Linked DNA regions of Mus musculus: region 1 is linked to region 2. A link is a contact called in public Hi-C data. All regions are on one chromosome and are shown on one strand. Each heading gives the region's core, a stretch centred on a gene start, on an enhancer-like site or on the middle of the called end of the contact. The rest is flanking DNA. Distances are from core to core; before and after follow the strand shown.

Region 1 (3,689 bases), core at 1,131-3,630, 550 kb after region 2:
TTTGGGAAGATTGCCCTGAATGACACCACAGAGATCAATCGGAACAACAACTTCCAGACGTTCCCCCAGGCTGTGTTACTGCTGTTCAGGTGGGTCTCAGATGACGTAGGTGCATGCACACATGCACACACACACATACACACACACACACATACAGGGCTACTGCTGTTCAGATGGGTCTTGATGACATAGGTGCACACAGGCACACTTACAGGATGGTAGCCCAAGGAGAGAGAACCAAGGGATCAGGAAAAGAACGGCCTCTTCTCCCCTCCTGGCCAGGAAGTCTCATTACCATTTACGCCAACTTTCCATGTGCAGCCACAAGGTACCACACACATCTGAGAATCCTCTGCCCTAGCCATTAGAGAGCCAAAGATAAACACCAAGAGCTCTGAGGCTTAGCGTCTTACCTGGCACGTAGGATGGACCTGAGTCTGTCTCTTATATAACCATCTTTCTCTCTTGGTTCACCATGATCTACTTATTTGCTTCCATCTTCTTGTCTCCTTCCTGTTTTGCATGGAGTCACACTGTAAGCTCCATCTAGTCCTAGGCTGGTAGGTGAAACAATGTCTCTTCTCTCCAAAAGAAGTGCTTGCCAGGTCCTTGAGGTCCTTTGCCAGAGCGTATGGGAAAAAAAAGGCTGCCAGGTGATGCCGCCTCCAACCATCTCCTACAGGACCTGGTCCCACGCCCAATCAAAATACAGTTATCAAAATGACAGTGTTCTAAATATCAACTTGGCATCACTGCCTCCCAGATCACATGGCCTTAGAACACAAAGCTATCTAGTGTGAGCTGACATTTCACAATGGCAAGCTTATGCCACACTTAAATGCAGGAGATGGTCACAAGATGTCAGACTGGCCACCGGGCTGGTCTCTCCCTCTTTTCTAAAGTTCCTAATGGCAGCAAGTGTCTTTTCAAAGAGCAAACCTCCAATGCTGCTGAGAATGGAAAAGAGAAGGGTGAGAGAGGTGAACCGGAAGTGTTGAGGAACTTCTAAATGGAAGAAGGTAGATGGGGTTCAGATCCAAAAGGGTGAGACTTGAGACGAGCACTTTCAGACAGTTTGAGACCACAGAGGGTGAGGCAGCAGCCAGGAGCAGCTCCAGCCTGACTGTCAACAGACTCAAGGGACAGGAGAGACCTGGACACTAGGTAAACTGATCCCCTGGGACTTACCTTCTGGGGAAGCTCTGCTATGGTCAACAGCATTTGCCTTCGCACCCCAGGGCTTTGAGGTAGGAAAGTCCCAGCAGAGCCGTCCCTCTGAGAGAAGCTACCCACCAGACCCCTCACCACAGCTTGCCTGGGATCAGTGATCACCAGGGAGCTTCCGTACTAAAAACTTTATTCAAAGAGCAAATGACAATAATCCCAAACTCTGAGGAACATCAGAGAGGAGGGGTGTCTGTGTCACACTCAAGTTACAAATAAATAAACACACAGGGAGAAGGAAGGGAGCAGGCCCAAAAGATTTGAAATTGAATGCAATTCGCATCGTTAACGCTTCTGTCACATTAGAAGAAACAATGGTAGCAGCCATTGCTAAACAGAGCAAAGGAGGAAGAGAAAATACAACAGTTAAATTTTTTATCTCCTCTCTAAAATATTTTTAAATAGATGAGATGTATAGCAGAAAGGATACAGCTAAGAATGAACTGATGAAAGATCAGCGGGGTTACTATATAACTGAAGTACGATGAAATATATAAATTATGAAATAAAGATTAAGACAAAGAGAATGGAGATAGAAAAGTCCTACTGTGAGATAGACATTCCAGACAAGAGCAAAAGAAATGAAGAGAGTAAAACAACAAGCTGATCAAAGAAAATTTCAAAAAAAGATTTAGCCTTCTAATTGAAATAGCCTATTGAGTGCAGAACAGGCTAACAAGAAAAATTTTAACCCTCCAGGGGTGATGGCTCCTGCCTATACCCTTAGAACTCAGAAGGCCAGGGCAGGAGGGTCATGAATTCAAAGCTAGTTTGGGTTATAAGATAAGACCTTTTTCCAGCCTTATCTACAAATATCTAAAACTGTTTATGACTTTTTAAAATGCTAACACTTAAAAAAAAATCTTCAAGGTTTCCAAAGTTACAAAAACTGTAACACATTTAAGAAGGGGAAACCCTTCAAAGCTGGTTTTATTTTGGTTGTGTTTTTTGAGGCTAGCTGTACAAAGACACTATATCCCTAATTAACATAAATAACAAAAATCCTCAGCAGAATGCCAGCAGACTTAATTGGACAGTATGTTAAAAACATCATTCAGCAATTGCAGGAGGGATTGAAACCTGGAATGGCCATGTGGCATTCCTCATATGCCAACCAGGAAATGCAGTGCAGTACATTAGCAGACAGGACATAAGCCACGTGGCACCCCAGCAGCTGAGAGTTCCTGTGTGACTCATCTGTGTGACTAGGGGCAAAGGGATGTAAACGTGTGTGTTAAATATTGAAAGTCAGCAACTAGCTGCGTAGAAATTGAATGTGTACGTGTCAAGGCATGGAAGGAGAGTGCGTATGGAGCTCAGTGGGCGGTGCTTCCCTGACAAACCCAAGGTCGGATTCTGAGCACTGCCCGAAAGCAAACCACAGATCAAAAAACTGGACAGGGGAAACTACAACAGTTTATCAAAAGGAAGGGTAACAGTGGCACTAAATATGGGGAGGGGGAGGGGGGAGGAGAATGAAGTAAAAGGGAAGAAGAAAGATAATACAAAGATACTAAAAATTAATCTTCTTAAAAATGTCCATTAAAAATCAAGCTTTACCATCAGCAACATGACTCAGTAGCTAAAGGTGCTTGCTGCCAAGACTGCCAAGACTGCCAAGACTGCCAAGACTGGCAAGCTAAGGTCAATCCACCAGGGCCCACAGACTAGAAGGGAGAACCGACTCCCAAAGTTGCACTTTGACCACCACACATGGGCTGTGACACACGACACACAAAATTAATTTTCAGGTACTTAATACCAATAAAACGTTTAATAAACCAATAATATATAACATGTAATATATAACATACAATAATGTATAATATTCAATATATGATATATAATAATATAATATATAATATAATGTGTGAGATAATATATAATATATAATATATAATGTATAATGTATAATGTATAATATATAATATATAATATATAATATGTAATATGTAATATGTAATATATAATATATAATATATAATATATAATATATAATATATAATATATAATATATAATATATAATATAATGTGTGAGATAATATATAATATATAACATATCATATCATGTGTAATATATATGTTATATTTTATATATTACCTATGATATACAATTAATATGTTCACTATAGTTATTGTATTTATATATAATTATATATTAACTACTATATTATATAATCTGTAATACATATTATATTTAATAATTGCAAACAATATAAGCTTAACAATATATGGATTGGAAATACGGATAGTAATAGAACACAAGGAGAAGATAAACCCATAATAGACTGACTGAATATACAGTTTATAAAAAGTCATAGTTTGGGGACTGGAGAGATGGCTCAGTGATTAAGAGCACTGACTGCTCTTCCAGAGGTCCTGAGTTCAATTCCCAGCAACCACATGGTGGCTCACAACCATCTGTACTGGGATCTGATACCCCCTTCTAGTGTTTCTGAAAACA
Region 2 (3,826 bases), core at 1,064-3,563:
CCTTTGTGTGAGTATACGTGTGTTCTGGGGATTAAACTAGGGCTGTGCACACACTGAGCACAGGCTCCACATGCTAATCACATGAGGCTCCACATGCTAATCACATGCTCTACCACTTCACTGATCCCCGGTCCCTTGACCCTCACTCTCTGTGCATTCCTCCTTCTTCCTCTCAACACCCGACGTCGACTTCCAATGTGATAAGGACTCCCTGCCTGTACCTCACCCGTCTTCGTGCCAATCCCTTCCCTTTCATTTTTAAGGATATTTTTATACTTATTAGGTTTACACTGGAAAGGCTTTCATCCGGAGACCTGAGTGATACAGCACGGGGAAACAGCAGTGATGACTTGATTGCCCCCAGAGACTGCTCTATTGTTGAACTAAGTCTCTCTCCTTTGCCAGGCAACCACAGCCTAGGAGATCAGGGCTTTGAAAAGAAATGACCTTTTACTGAGTGAATTATATCCTGTCTGAAGAAAACAAGTCGAGGAAGCAGGAAAACAAAACTCCTGTAAATAATGCAATGTGACACTGGCCTTCACTGGGCGTTTGGTCCACCTCTGTAGGGATTTAAAACGGTTTCTGCCACACAGGACTGTGAAGAGGCGTTAGGAAAACTGCTACCGAGGGGTGGGAATGGTGCACTGTACATTTCAACGGCTTCTGATCTTCTAGCCTGAGCCTCCTGCCGAGTCAACTTACCCCACTAACTCTTACTGGGTCCTACTCCATGTATACTAACTGAATTACCTCCATAATATTAGGTGTGGATTGGCAGGCAGAGGCCAGTCCAGGCAGAGGGCATGCAACTAATAGGTTGCAACCCCTTTGGCATACGTCTATCTCCAAACATAATTGCATTACAATAAGAAGAGTAGCAAAATTACAGTTAAGAAGTAGCAACGAAAATAATTTTATGTTAGGGGTCACCACAACAGGAGGAACTGTATTAAAGAGTCCCAGCATTTGGAAGGCTGAGAAACATTGACCTAGAGAAGTGAAGCACGTTTATGTACAGTATCTTCACATAAATAGAGAAACATTTCAGTGGGGAAACTCCCTTTACTTATATAGGCCCATAGTGTAATTTCCTCTGGTGTCCAAGAAAGACAGCCTCAATTAATCAAACTAGGGATATTCAGAACAATGGATCTCTGCAGATTTCCCCTTCAGGTTTGGCTCTTAGGAGAACAGACATGAATTCTTTGCCTCACTTCAGTTAAGAACTCGGACAAAACTATCGGAAAAGATTCCCGGCCCTGTTTCAGGGGTGTTGGGGATGAAGCAGGTGCCTGCCCCAAGCTCCACGTCCAAGAACTTTCTTCATTCTTTTGTGTGCATGGTTTTTGGGTCGTTCTTATTACAGCCTACTTAATCATAAATCTGCTCAAAAATGAAAGTTTTCTTTGCATAAATCTTGATGTTTGTTTCAGTCTTGGCGAACACACCGGGGGAAAAAAATTGAAAATTTGCAAGGTGTTTTCCATACACCCAATGAACCTTATTAAAAGCATTGGTTATATACTGATGAATATTTGGACAAAAGTCACAAAAGAGGAGGAAATGACACTTTTATATATTCAAAGGGATGGTTTATAAATGATAAGAACCAATGCCTAGGCCAGAACTAATTGGTCTCCCGTTGCAATTCCAGTCTAGTTGTGTGGAAAACTAAACTTCATCCAGTTACTGTAGGCTGGGACTCGGTCTTGTTGGAAATGGACTGAAATGGTTAGGTTACCAACCCTGGCCTCCTACATCCAAGTCTGGGGTGTCCCACCCATGTCCATTTCCTCTTTATTCTCCCACGCTTGCTCTTAGGTGGGTGCCTGCCCTGCATTTCGCACTCCGGCTGCTCCTCCTCCGCGAGGCTGGACTTATCTAAGTTTGGGGCTTCCGGGCTGCCCTCCGCTGCCGGAGAGCTTCTGTCTTCTGATCTCAAAGCCCGTGGCCCGCACTCAGCGGAGCCGGCCACACCTTCTGTGTCCCTCGTCCCCCACCTGCTGGTGGACCCGCGGGTCGCCCTCCACCAGGACCGGCCCCCGCCCGCCTAGCCGTGCCCAGCATCTCCCGCCCTGTCCGCGCCCCGCCTTCCGCACGGCCGCGGCGTCCGCACGCACCCACTCGTTGGCCCGATGGCCGAAAGTGTACAGAGCCACCTGGCTGGCCACGTCCACGATGCGACTGATGTAGGGGTCGTGGCGCCGCAGGGCTGCCAGGCTGATATCGTGTCCCTTCCCAGGCAGGCCACCTGCCGCCGCGGCCGCCATCTTCCCACCCACCCTCCTGCCCAGCCTTCAGGAAGCCCCCTCAATCGACCGCCGAGCGAGCGAGCGAGCGCGGCGGGGCGACCTTCCGGCATTTGGGGACCCGGGCTAGGCTTCGCTAATCGATGGCCGGGTCCTCTCGCGGAGGATCGTCGCCTTGGCAACAGGAAGCTCAGCCCTGCTCAAGGAAGCCCGTTTTATCTATTTCTTTCTTCAGGAGCCTCTGAGCTGTGCCCATTTCCTTCTTGAATACGGCCCACGCCTTTGCAGAGCTCTTCTTTGGCTCTTCGATGACCAATCAAACATAGTCACTCCAAAAAGAACTCTGAGAATTCTTAAATGGGGCTCCCCAATATCCGTGAGGGATTTCCTGAGTGCCTCAGAGGCCTGCAAGGTTATGATTGTCCATGACAATTCTGAGACTTGCATGATGTGTGCAAAAGGACGACTGCACCGGTAAAGAACCAAGGGAGGCCCCAAACTGCACCACTAGCCGGTGTATTCTTGCCGCTGTGCATTATTCTCTGGAAAACTTGTCTGAGCAGCTGAAGCCAGGCGTCCCTTGGTCAAAGTACTAAATTAAAAAAAAAAAAAACAATCTTTGGGTATATTTTTTAAATTAATGTGGGGGAAAAATTAGAAAGAATGGATAACGCAGAGCTGTTGCACGCCATATTTGCCTCTAGGCAAATATGTTCTGCACTTGAGATGGGCTGAATTTGTGGTTTTATTGTAGGTTTTGCTGGGGTTGGAGGGCTTGTTTCTCGAGACAGAGTCTATGGCAGGTTTCAGTCTTTGCTCCTCCTGCCTTGGGGTCTTAAGTGCTAGGACTACTGGGGTGTGCCACCACCCAGCCCAGGGGTTTAATTTTACTTCCACAGAGCATCAGTTTAACATGAAAGAAAGATGAACAAACTTATGGCTATTCAGATAGATTCTGGACAGGCTTTTTCAAAACTAAGATTTTCCTGTTTCTTTCAAGAAATCAAGGGGTAGGTATTGTTGCTAATGATAATTTTTTAGGTTAATTTTTAAAAAAATGGGCCATGAGCTTGACTGTCTCAATACTTAAGTCTCTTCAGATGAGACCTGTGGTGCTATCAATGAGTACACTTCTAAAAGATTATACTCTAATGGGAACTGTCAACATTTGAAAGATATAGCTCCCTTAGCCCGGTCATTCAATGATTTTCAGATAATAAAATGGTGTCACAAACTCACATACAGGTAGGAGATCCATTCAAGGCGAATGTGGATCAGTGGATTTCAGTGTCCCACAAAGTATGAAAGGGTGATAGGACTTCAAGAAACTGCACTTTGTCAAATTTTGATATATCATCAAAGGATATTTATAGTTACATGAACAGATCATTAAAGTGGCATCCCTTGTACCATTACATTGTCTTTGTGAGGCTAGGACTTGTTCATTTATGTGACTTATTAAGTCAGTTTACACTTGGGATGATGAGAATCTGGTAGTTGCTCAGTGCATAAAGCTGAGTGCCTCACGAGTTCTAACATGGCACTGAATACCTGGGTATCTGGGCAGCTGCTGG

What was found. Hi-C and Micro-C count contacts between places; a contact is called where the count stands out from the background.
Region 1: a contact with region 2 is called in a Hi-C map of the N1E-115 cell line, with 3 times the contacts expected there. The contact joins the enhancer-like site here to the promoter of Dcp1b in region 2. A contact is called at or near these places in 1 of 39 promoter capture datasets (second pharyngeal arch cranial neural crest), 1 of 15 datasets of contacts at CTCF or cohesin (stem cell-derived epiblast-like cells), 11 of 484 Hi-C or Micro-C datasets (the N1E-115 cell line, brain, cerebellar granule neurons and 6 more) and 19 of 115 datasets of contacts at active chromatin or transcription factors (the SCID.adh cell line, astrocytes, craniofacial prominence and 12 more).

The regions. Positions count from the first base shown.
Region 1 is chr6:118,620,767-118,624,455 of GRCm38.p6, reverse strand. It overlaps Cacna1c (calcium channel, voltage-dependent, L type, alpha 1C subunit), which reads left to right. Exons shown (of 47, transcript NM_001159534.2): 34 at 1-89. Among named protein-coding and RNA genes, the nearest start is that of Gm38887, 26 kb to the right of the region's middle. Within about 2 kb of position 2,380, at least 32 of the 459 cell types and tissues checked have an H3K27ac peak or open chromatin away from gene starts, as enhancers often do. A contact at or near this core is called in the N1E-115 cell line and embryonic fibroblasts, where this site is marked.
Region 2 is chr6:119,173,740-119,177,565 of GRCm38.p6, reverse strand. It overlaps Dcp1b (decapping mRNA 1B), which reads right to left and starts at 2,313. Exons shown (of 9, transcript NM_001033379.3): 1 at 2,124-2,313. The coding sequence starts at 2,273. It also overlaps a transcript of Cacna1c not described here.